4 separate regions of the Sus scrofa genome follow, and all the other regions are linked to region 1. A link is a contact called in public HiChIP or PLAC-seq data. All regions are on one chromosome and are shown on one strand. Each heading gives the region's core, a stretch centred on a gene start, on an enhancer-like site or on the middle of the called end of the contact. The rest is flanking DNA. Distances are from core to core; before and after follow the strand shown.

Region 1 (2,757 bases), core at 78-2,577:
GAGCAAATTCTCAGGAACGACACTATTCACAGATGGTGCTCATAGATGAATTGCTACTCACCCAGCTTTCCATTCTGAGTTTAAAGGGGAATCAAGGAAGCAATTGTGCCGCGTGGGATAAGGGGCTGGAAGAAGCGCGGCCACCTGGATTGCCCCCAACAATTACACAGGGTAAGCAGGGAGGGGAGGGTGGCAGAGCAGCTGATGTGCCCAGGCGGTGGCCACGGTCTGCCAGCCAACGGCGAAGGAGCGCAGGCCAGGCTGAGGTCATATACAGCCCGGCGGGGGCATTTTAGGTGACCGCCCTTTTCAGAGGAAAGGCATGGAGATTTTTTTTTTTTCTCCCCAAGCATCTCAGTCTCATGGCCAGACTTCACTGAGGTCACTTTGGACCCGTGCGTTCCAACCTGGCTTCCCCCCAAATCCACCAGGTTCTCAACAAATATTTTAAAAACCATCATGAAATACAACTTTCATAGACCCAACTGTAATAGATACCAAATGCAGAAAGCAGTAGAAACTGTCAGTGTGTTCACTTGTGTCCCCTGGACAGCACCTGTCATAAATCAAAGTTCTAAAATGGGACTTACACACTCATGCTGATAAAATATTACATTTCTCACCTGTGTGTAGATTGGGGCTCTATATGTATAAGAATTTACTTTTTTAAACTGTAACTGCAATGTATACATGTAAGGATAACCTGACCCCCTTGCTGTACAGTGGGAAAATAAAAAAAAAAAAGAATTTACTTTTTTAAAAAGGTTCTGCCACTAAAAAAAAAGAAGAAAACAGAAAAAAAGGGAAAAAGGCAACTAATGCACTAAATAATACAAAAGTGAATCACAAAGTTTCTTCCTTATTCTACCTGAGAAGACTGAACATATTATGAATATATTTTCAGATGCAAAGACCTGTCCTCAGAAAGTTATTCCTCAAGATGCTAACGAGGTTCTTCTTCCCGAATCTTTGGCATCTTTAGAATTTTTAAAAAGTTATGTTAAGACCAGGAAGAAGCCAAGAATGCAACAAGAGAGACAGGGAGGGGTGAGGAGACATGCTCATATGTACACATACACCCACATACATGTACACACACAGATAAACACGCAGCATGCATATACATATAAGTACACACCACACACACACACACACACACACACACACATACACACACATTTGGGAGTCATTCTCCTGAAGCCCCAGCTAAAGTCACACACACAGCACTAGGTCCCCAGGGTTGGAGTTGCTATTTCACTAGAGGCTGGGGGCAGCCAGCGCTCTGGAATACACTCTTGCAGGCAGAGAGCCTGGCAGAATGATTTCTCTCAGGGAAAAGCTGCCAAGAATGTGTGCAGGGTAAAGAAGCAGAAAGAAGAAGGGCCCCGGGTGGAGGGAGGCACAAGGCGGGGTGCCTCCAGCGAAGCACTCGCGAACTGAGTCAGGGCGATGTCTCATCTTGTGATGCAAAATCAGAAGGCAGCCACAGCCCCAGTGTGGACGGACGCTGGTTAACTCGGGAGCCTTAGGAAGAAGCAATGTCTACCGTGGGAACAAAGCCCGGCAGTTCAGAATCTCACAAGGGTGTGGAGTCAGCTGCACCATCTGGTCGTTTTGCCTCATTCCTCTTTTTTCTTGGTGTGTGGGGGGATGGGGTTTAGGGATGGGGCTGGTGGCAAACTAAGCTTCTGAAGGTCTCATGTGGTTTGATGATGAACAGACACAGAGCAGCTGGTCTTAACAAGACAGCCTCTCAGATGTCACGATGAACGCAGCAGGAGACTGCACTGCAGGTGGGGACGCGGGGTGGGGGTGGGGGGGTGGACCTCTTACTGTCAACGTCACTGTTTCTCCAAGTTGACTGCATGCAAGAGCCTTGGGAGGAGCATCACGGCACACGATCATTAACAGGACACTTGCATGAAACTCACAGACCTAGACTTCATCAAACATCGAGAGTTTCCAGCAGTGCTGGACTTGAGGCCAAGCAGGGGGGACAGGAAGATAAATAAATAAAACAGAGTCCCTGAAACCAAGTGGCTCCCTGGCCAGTAGGGGAAAACAGATGTGTATGTAAACATCAGGGTACGGCAGGACCAACCTCCTGCCCGGGAGCCGGACTCAGGCGACAGAAACACAGCCTGCCTCTGCTCCAAGGTCTCACTCTGCCCAGGCACTCGGCGGGACTGCAGCCCGGGGAGTTGACACGTGCTCCAGATGTTGGCAAGTTTGCCAGGCACAGAAAGACAAGGAAAAGAATTATCCAGAGAGGGAAGAGCATTAGTAAGGACACAGAAGAGTGAGGTGGACCGTGTTGGGACAGAGTGCTCAGGCAGATGGGTGTGACGAAGAAAAATCAATGAGGTAGACTGGGGCATGTGAGCGGAGGCTTGTTTGCCAAGTTCAACGAGTGGATTTTTTTTTTGGTCTTTTTGTATTTTTAGGGCCACACCTGTGGCATAGGGAGGTTCCCAGGCTAGGGGTCCAATCGGAGCTGTAGCCACCAGCTACACCACAGCCATAGCAGCGCTGTATCTGAGCCATGTCTGTAATCTACACCACAGCGCTTGGCAACACCACATCCTTAACCCACTGAGGGAGGCCAGGGATTGAACTCACGTCCTCGTGGATGCTAGTTGGGTTTGCTAATGGCTGAGCCATGACAGGAACGCCAACAGAATGGATTTTATGCTAAAGGAAACAGGACGTGGTATGCAAGTGTCCAACTCCAGCTCTGGAAGAAGTACAAGCAATGTT
Region 2 (2,976 bases), core at 196-2,695, 350 kb after region 1:
AATGAAATATTAAAAAGTTAACTTGAAAGCAGACACGGCTGGTGTCCAGAGTGCACACAAGCTTTACCAGTTTCAGGAAATCGATGAGCTTGTGGGCGTCCTCCCCCGTTGAGAGGTCCACGAAGTCCTTGGGCAGCCGGTAGCTCAGGTAGGGACTCGGCTGCACTGTGACTTCGCTGTTGGTGCAGCGGAAGGTTGGAGCATCCTTGACCAAGGACAACAAAGGACAATCAGGGAAAAGGCCCCTTTTTAAGTCAGGGTCATGACTCTAACGAGCTCCCATCTGGGCAACATGCCCCGTCCCCGGGCAGCGCCCTGGGGCTGGGCCAGAAGACACGGATGCGTGAACTGAGCCAGGGTCCGAATCCTCCCACGTGGGCAAGACAGGGGGGCCAAGACAAAGAAAACTAACCAGAAAAAAAATCTATCATTTCTTTCAAGTTAAGTGAATGAAGCCACCGCACAGCTTTCTTGATGGCCACGGCCCGGTGTCCACGAGGACATCTGTGTGAGCGCCCACAGAACAATCGCGCACGTGTCCACCCATGTACCTGCTCCGGAGCTTCGCCTTCGCTCAAGTCACCTCTGACGCTTCTCCCAGATAACAGCTCCTCCCAAGTAAACAGCAGTGCATCTGTGACTTCACCAAATGGGTTAAAATCAATCAGCCACACCTTCCCCTGCAGTCCAGAGAGGAGCGCGTGTGAAATTAAACAAGGCCTGCAATCTGGCTGGTCAGAAAGATCATCTTATTCTACCCCAAGGCTGCAGATGCAGCTCCGATCCCGCACTGCTGTGGCTGTGGTGCAGGCTGGCGGCTACAGCTCCGATTCGACCCCTAGCCTGGGAACCTCCATATGCCGCGAGTGCGGCCCTAAAAAGCAAAAAAAAAAAAAAAACAAAAAAAACAAAAACATACATATATATATATATATATATATATATATATATATATATATATGGTGGCACTTATTTCAAAAGACAGTGCTTGCAGGCCCATCTGAGAAGGGGCCACCTGTCTCACACCGAGGAGGCACAGACCCAAAGGGAAGGCGCCCGTGAAGGCAGAGAAGAGACCTGGCAGAGACCCCAGCCAAGACAGACATGCCAACAGCTGCCTCCAGTCACGTGAGAATTCCACACCACAGTCCATGCAGGGAGAAGGGAAAGCTCCCAAGAGGGTCCCAGCCAAGCAGCAGGACGGGAGCGCTTTCAACGGTGTCTTCAACCACCTGTCATGAGGACGCCTACAGTTCTCACACCAGTCCTGATGCTGTTGAGGCTGCTGCAAAGGCTTGCTTTTTTAAAATGTAATCTTACTTTAAGTTTGATGGTCACACCCACAGCATATGGAAGTTCCTAGGCCAGGAGCTGAACCTGAGCAGCAGGCGCAATTATGCCACAGCTGCAGCGATGCCGGATCCTTTAACCCACTGCACCGGGCCAGGGACTGACACCGAGCCTCAGCGGCAACCAGGGCCTCCACCTCAGGCTCTTAACCCACTGCACCAGGGCACCACGGCAGGAATTCCACTTTTTAAAAAACATACAAAAGAAAATAAAATGCTCAGCCATCTTTAATTTCAATGTAACAACTGGTTTCCCTGCATCACAGAGCCTGATGGCACATGAAAGGGAAATGAAAAAAAAAAAAACCACATCAACCTTGAAAAGAAACAACCGCCCTCTCCTATCCTGGGAGTAGCGATGGGCAAGGTGATAGGTTCAGCCCCAGGGAAAAAACACCTCTGCCCTGGCTGGAGTTTAGAGACAGCGCGTCTGAGTACAAAGGGGCAGAGCGCTGCCATAAAGGAGCTGGGGACGCTGAAATCCTGCCAGGAAATTAAAGCCAACACATTTGATCACAGAGGTGTACGTGACATCTACTAGATAAATGTCTCTTCAAAGCGTTTCTCTTCCCAAGGATTTTTCTCAATGAGATATTCAGATAACTGTCCCATTGGGTTGTTGGTAGTTTTTTCTGTAAACATACAGCAATCATGTCTTGATCGGACATGCATGTGTAAAATTACAGATGCCTGAGGGACGAGACTGCCGAGCCAGCATGACGAGGATCTAGCACTGTTTTTGGTCTGGGCTGGAGGAAAATTGTAAGAAAGATGCAACCGCTTCTGAGGACACGCTTCAAAGTACAAACATCTGGGATGTGGCAAAGAACCGGTGGAGGAAGTTTCCACCACACACCATTTGGCTAAGTTTCGTGGTCCCTGCAGCCTCCAGGAGAGACCCCGCAATCCCTTCTTGGCACCTGAGATGTGCTCTCCAGCGTGGCACCTGCTGGGACCTTCCCGATGATGCGAGCTAAGGGTCAGCCATCAGTCTGCTCCTTGGTGTGAGGTCAGCTTTGCTCTCTGGGGTGACTACTCAGAGCGCTCTGACAGAAGGGGTGTTATTCCAACAATGTTGGTATTTTCTGACCTTTAAACCCTTCCTACTTGAGTTTTTATAATCTGGAAAACCATCTCATTTTTAAAAGAAAGAAAACTATCGCACTTGTTACATCAGACTATTTAGCTCTACCAACTAAAAATATGCCATATTATTGAAAAAAAACTGATAGGTGGCAGAATATGTCCTGTTGTTCAGACGCCACACTCCAGTTTAAAGAAAAACAAACTAGTTACGGCTGTAATCAGGCATAAAACTGTCAAGATGAGGATCTTATACCTGTAACAGGCTTTTCAGGTCACACTTCAGGACAAGACATCCTGAGAGATTCTGGTTTTAGGCAGCCCCTGAGAAACAGCAGTGGTCATGCTGACTGTTCTAATACCTGCTGACTGCCCCCTGACGCCCCCAGATCTATCTCTAGGCACCAAACACTGCCAGGTATCGGGACATGACATCAGTGACAGGGAATCTACTCACTGAAAGAGCTCAGCCCAGACCCGAACACCCCCCACACACCCACACCCCCCCTACCACACCAGATACACTACAAGGTGTTCACTACAG
Region 3 (2,700 bases), core at 67-2,566, 390 kb after region 1:
TACAAATAACAGGATGGAAAAGCACCATCTTTTAAACAATTCTTATGCTCTCCCAAATTCTCAGGATCTCAAAAGTTTCCCTCTGTGTATTCACACTCTCTGCACTAAGAAGGAAAAGGAAGGGACGGGTAAAATCTAAATTAGTGGCAAGCTAGACCTAAAAGGAGAGTAGGCAAAATACAGAAAATCCTACCCACGGATATGCAGTTCTGTGATCTATCCGTCTAAGTGTGGGAAACCCTACCCTTGCATCCTGCTCCAGATGTTAGGGCTGCTTTTGGACATCTGGGGATACCCTCCCGCTGCCTTGCCTACATTACCTTGAATGACCGAGTGAAGGATGAGACAGTTAATCCTCCGCCCTGCAAACCGGGCATGGATACCTTGTGTGGGCCAAAGAACGAGAAAACAAATACTGTTCCACTCCTCTTCCAGATGGCTCCCATCCCTAAAGATACAGAGTATACCCTACTAAAGCTTCCCATATATACTATCATTTTGGGGCTTCATAATAGAATCGGAGGCTGGGTCTGTATCACTGTTCTCATTTCACGGGGCCCAAAAGCTATGAAGACCGCAGACGGGCTAGTCAGCGGCAAAGCCTAGACTACTTAGTTCGCAGATCACCTGCCTGCTCTAGCAATTCTAAAAGCAGCGATAATGAACTTCTGAGCCTAAACTAGCTTCACCCGCTCCTCAGCCCGCCTCTGACCTTCACGGAGCCACGACGTGCCCTTCCACCTTCCCAGAACACTCTCTGGCGCACAACTGGACGCACGGCAAGTACGGATCGATTTTATTCACCTCCCGACCCGAAAAGCCACTAGGAAATCGACATCTCGGCACTGGCGCTCCCATCCAGGCCTGCAGGTTTTGGTAGAGCTAGGATTCGCCTCAAACGTCGCAGTCCCCTTTCGCCCATCGCCTCGACGTAACCCTCCAGTCTCACCTCTTGATGGTAAGGCTTCGGAACAGTGGATACCACGCGGAGAACTGACAGTGCAGCACATGCTCCTTCTTCATTCTCCAGCCTCCGCCGCCGCCTCTCCCTCTCCTCCCAGAACCCTCCCGGAACCCTCGTCGCCTGTCCCGGAAGTGCCCGCCGAGCTGGTTTGGTCCAGGGACACTTCCGGTCTATTAGGCAAAGAGGAAGGAGCGAAAAGGAAGCGGAGAGAAAGCACCTTGGGGCGTCCTTTAAGTGTACACTCGTGCCCGCATAAACACGCGCGCGCGCGCGCACACATGCACACAGTTCTGGCCCCGGAAGAGGAATTCTGGAAGCGCCGAGACCGAGATTGTAAACAGTGGGCGGCTCCACTTCTCGTCCGGCCTCGCACTGCCCCGGAAGGTAATCATCTAAGGCTATAGGTCACCGGCGGGGGTGCTACGGGTGCCGCGAGGAACGAGCGCTCATCCTCTCTGCACCGCGAGACGCGGTTGTGGCTCCCCAGTAGCGCAGCATCTTCGGTGACGACTGCCTCGGACCCGTGCTTTCTGCGTTCCTCCCGGTTCCTAAAGGAGTACGCATCCCTTCGCCCCACGCCTGGGAGGAGGTAACTGGGCGCGAGCCCATCACGCGCAGTGTCTCTTTGGGGGGAAGGAGGGCGCACACCTGGAGCTTGCCTGCAGCCACGCGCGTCTCCCCGGCTGCGGACCCGGCTCGCGTCCCGCAAGGCGCGGAGGGAGAGCAGGTTAAGAGACAAACCAGGGGCTGGGCTGGGAGAGCTGGGCTACTCGGAGTACAGAAAACAGGATACATCACGGTGAAATGTTAGCTTGATTGCAGCGTTTGGGTATCTGCAAAGGGAGGGACGGCCCTCTTGGCCCTGGAGGGAAGGTTATGAGAGAGAGGAAAAAGATCTCGTCTTTACGGCTCTGGGGAGCTCGACTTTGGAGGTAGTGGAGGAGGTAAAAATTGGGAGCACAGAGGGGGAGAGGGGTGTCTCCTTTTGAGCGTTAAGTTCATTTATTCTAGCCTCGCAAAAGTAGCAGCGTGCAGAAACACGACCAGATTGTATCCGTATTCGTGCATGCTGGGTTCATAAGATTGTAAGAAATTCTAAGAGTTTTCCTCGTGGCTCAGTGGTTAACGAATCCGACTGGGAACCATGAGGCTGCGGTTCGATCCCTGGCCTCGCGCAGTGGGTTGGGGATCCGGCAGTTGCCTTGAGCTGTGGTGTAGGTCGCAGACGCGGCTCAAATCCCGCGTTGCTGTGGCTGTGGTGTAGGCCGGGAAGCTACAGCTCGGATTAGACCCCTAGCCTGGGAACCCCTCCGTATGTCGCGGGTGCGGCCCTAAAGGACGGGAAAAAAAAGGAAAAAGAATTCTAGTCGAATTTTTAATTTCATACGTTTCCCCCTCTTTTTCGGCCCTTATCACACTCTCGTCGGTTCTTCCTTACTCCTTTCATAATGGCGTATCCGATGGGGACGAGAAAGTAGGGTACTAAAAAAAGTCACATTTATTTCTGTAAATGAAGAGAGGAGAAATGACTAGATGTTGAAAAACGCCTTTTAAACCTAGTCTTGCTCCTTAGAGTTAGGCTGCTTTGGGCTTCTCCCAGGCACCTTTGCCTGCCGGAAGACGCACATTTTGGGTACGCACGTTCTTACTGGCCCATTCTAACCCGTTTTAAATTAGAAAGAGGTGAGAACCCCACTGTACTCAGGCCTCCTTAGAAAGGTATTCATTCGGATATC
Region 4 (2,787 bases), core at 156-2,655, 370 kb after region 1:
GGCCCAAGAAATAGCAACAACAACAACAACAACAACAAAATAAAAAAATAAAAAAATAAAGTGCCACCTTGTTCAGATATTTACTAGGGCACAATCCCCACTCACAAGCCTTCCTGAAAAGTTGGAAGGTACGGCATCATACCTCACCGTACCTAAGTATATAAGAAAAAAAAATTAAGTCATGGGCAGAAATAAAAAAGAAAAATGTTGCTCGTCAGGATCCAAAATAAGATTTCGGGTACAGAATCCATTTCTTTCGTTATCACCGGTGGCGGAAAAGGAAAGATAAGAAATGATACTGAGTCAAGGGTGACTGGGGGTGTTCATTTGAGTTTCTGCAGAATTCTTCAAGAAGAGATAAAATGTGCTATCCAAAATTATAATGATCTAACACAACATTGTAAATCAACGATACTTCAATTAAAAAAATAAAATAAATACAATAAAATTAAAACAATCTAAAGGGGGAAAATCATCATCTAAATAAATGACTCCATGGTTAACAAATCCAACTAGGAACCATGAGGTTGCGGGTTCGATCCCTGGCCTTGCTCAGTGGGTTGAAGATCTGGTGTTGCCGTGAGCTGTGGTGTAGGTCGCAGACACGGCTCGGATACAGCATTGCTGTGGCTCTGGTGTAGGCTGGAAGCTACAGCTCCAATTAGACCCCTAGCCTGGGACCCTCCATATGCCACGGGAGCAGCCCAACAAATGGCAAAAAGACAAAATAAATATATAAACAAATAAGCCTTTAAAAAAAAATCACAAGGTAGACGTTCTGTTAGGTCCAACTTAGGTACAAAATTTAACTCCCCAAACTGTTTGCTGCTGAATTTTAGGATTAATAGTTTTGTGATAATCTTAAAAAATGTATAAGAACTGTATAAAATGTAATAAAAAAATGTATAAAAATTATATTAATAGCTGAGCTTGGATTACTAAGACACGTGAACTTTCCTGACCTCTTGTAACTCTATTCCTTAGTCATAAGCCTCTCAGAGAAACAAGGAACAGATTCATTTTTTCACTCACTCAGCCCTTCTAAATGTCAAATGAATACCAGGTTTTTGGTTTTTTTTTCTGGTCCTGGGCTACTGAAGTGACACCTCATCGATAACATAATTAGTGAAAGCAGCCTGCTGATTCGGTAAGTCTAATCACAAAGAATGCTTATCTAGGCAAATAATTCATTCCAGCAAGTATTAATGCAGACAGATTATGCTAAGTGTGTCATATGTCAACTGCGACTTTTTAAAGCAATAACCATTTGACAACAGGAAAAACAAGAGTATTTACTACCCATGCCAGATGACAGCAGTAGCAGGCAGTCCTGGCCGACTCCCCTCTGGCTAGTCCCAGCCTCCTCCCTTGCCAACGGAAGGGTGGTTGCTCACATGAGGACACCTGGCCCTGAGCCTCAGCAATGCATGTGATGCATGTGTCCTTCTGAGCACACGGTCCTCCAGGCGTGAGCCTACACCCCAGCATCGGGATCACCTGGGAACTTGTAAGAAATTATATTCTTGGGCCTGACTCCCAGCCCAGCGAATCAGAAACCCTGGGGGTGGGGACTGGCAATCTGTGCTCTACCAAATTCTCTAGATGATTCCGGTGCAAGCTAAATTTGAGAGCCTCTGGTCTAAGCCAATCATGGCATTTCTATTCCATCTGCCAACTACTAGATTAGGCTAAGAACCTGTCTGTGTGACCTGAGCCTCTCTGCAAGTCTCCTGGGGAGCTTCCAGAAAGCTCTGCTTGCTCACATGCAGAGAACAATGAGTGGAAACAAATGAACCCCTTCTGTTTTTGATGCAGTTATTGTCACTTTCACGCAATATTTGTGACAGCAGTAGCCGCCTTACAACCGTCAGGTGACGAACTCAAATACCAAGGCAATAAACCAAGGATGACACAGGGAAAGACTGAAAGAGCCTGGTCCCTGGTGCCCTCGATGAGATGCTGAATTAACCCTAGAAATATCCTGTCTCTAGACTCCTTGTTAAATAATGTACTTTTTAAAAACCTGTGTAAATTCTTCTTAGTTAGCCCTCTGTTAACCTGTAATCCTAACGTCTTGTTTTCTTGCATTGAAGCAAGCTCTCAAGAGTATAATTTTATGTAATTTTCACAATGTTACATAATAATATATATTATTATATACTATAATATCCTATCTTTATTTCATTCCATAATATTTTACTTTGAAGTATTTAGGAAAGGAATTTACAACTTTATTAAGTGAAAATACAGAGAACGTTTAGAAGAATATTATTGAAGTTATATTCCGATTTTGGTTCTATTAGCTAGTTTATAGAAACAAATTACAGAACAGATCTAGGCATCAATTTTCTCTCTCTCTCTCTCTTTTTTTTTTTTTGTCTTTTCTAGGGCCGCATCCGCAGTACATGGAGGTTCCCAGGCTAGGGATCCAATCAGAGCTGTGTCTGCAACCTACACCACAGCTCACAGCAAGGCCGGATCGTTAACCCATCAAGCAAGGCCAGCGATCGAACCCACAACCTTATGGTTCCTAGTCGGATTCGTTAACTCTTGAGCCACGATGGGAACTCCTAGGCCTCAATTTTCTGACAGAAGAGTCAGATTACATCATTGACAGGATCCTGTCCAATTTAAAGAACTGTACTCTTTTCTTTGTTGGCCACCCCACAGGATATGGAGTTCCTAGGCCAGGGATCAGATCCGAGCCACAGCTGCAGCAACACTAGGTTCTTTTTTTTTTTTTTTTTTTTTGTCTTTGCTATTTCTTGGGCCGCTCCCGCGGCATAT

The links. HiChIP or PLAC-seq counts read pairs in DNA pulled down with a chosen protein or histone mark.
Region 2: an H3K27ac HiChIP or PLAC-seq map of skeletal muscle shows a contact between it and region 1, with 6 times the contacts expected there. The contact joins two enhancer-like sites.
Region 3: a contact with region 1 is called in an H3K27ac HiChIP or PLAC-seq map of skeletal muscle. The contact joins the promoter of CDC123 here to the enhancer-like site in region 1. A contact is called at or near these places in 1 of 5 promoter capture datasets (fetal skeletal muscle), 5 of 47 Hi-C or Micro-C datasets (embryonic fibroblasts, fetal skeletal muscle, heart right ventricle and 2 more) and 1 of 2 datasets of contacts at active chromatin or transcription factors (skeletal muscle).
Region 4: an H3K27ac HiChIP or PLAC-seq map of skeletal muscle shows a contact between it and region 1. The contact joins two enhancer-like sites. A contact is called at or near these places in 13 of 47 Hi-C or Micro-C datasets (embryonic fibroblasts, fetal skeletal muscle, heart right ventricle and 6 more) and 1 of 2 datasets of contacts at active chromatin or transcription factors (skeletal muscle).

What each region holds. Positions count from the first base shown.
Region 1 is chr10:59,373,119-59,375,875 of Sscrofa11.1, forward strand. The region is part of intron 1 of CAMK1D (calcium/calmodulin dependent protein kinase ID); the gene reads right to left. Among named protein-coding and RNA genes, the nearest start is that of CAMK1D, 80 kb to the right of the region's middle. Within about 2 kb of position 1,328, at least 24 of the 83 cell types and tissues checked have an H3K27ac peak or open chromatin away from gene starts, as enhancers often do. A contact at or near this core is called in embryonic fibroblasts, fetal skeletal muscle, liver and 2 more, where this site is marked.
Region 2 is chr10:59,719,291-59,722,266 of Sscrofa11.1, forward strand. CDC123 (cell division cycle 123) reads right to left here. Exons shown (of 13, transcript NM_001243823.1): 11 at 552-680; 12 at 68-205. Among named protein-coding and RNA genes, the nearest start is that of NUDT5, 45 kb to the right of the region's middle. Within about 2 kb of position 1,446, at least 2 of the 83 cell types and tissues checked have an H3K27ac peak or open chromatin away from gene starts, as enhancers often do. A contact at or near this core is called in skeletal muscle, where this site is marked.
Region 3 is chr10:59,764,305-59,767,004 of Sscrofa11.1, forward strand. CDC123 (cell division cycle 123) reads right to left here and starts at 1,317. Exons shown (of 13, transcript NM_001243823.1): 1 at 950-1,317. The coding sequence starts at 1,023. It overlaps NUDT5 (ADP-sugar pyrophosphatase), which reads left to right and starts at 1,140. Exons shown (of 10, transcript XM_003482836.4): 1 at 1,140-1,553.
Region 4 is chr10:59,740,271-59,743,057 of Sscrofa11.1, forward strand. The region is part of intron 6 of CDC123 (cell division cycle 123); the gene reads right to left. Among named protein-coding and RNA genes, the nearest start is that of NUDT5, 24 kb to the right of the region's middle. Within about 2 kb of position 1,406, at least 10 of the 83 cell types and tissues checked have an H3K27ac peak or open chromatin away from gene starts, as enhancers often do. A contact at or near this core is called in embryonic fibroblasts, liver, retroperitoneal adipose tissue and 1 more, where this site is marked.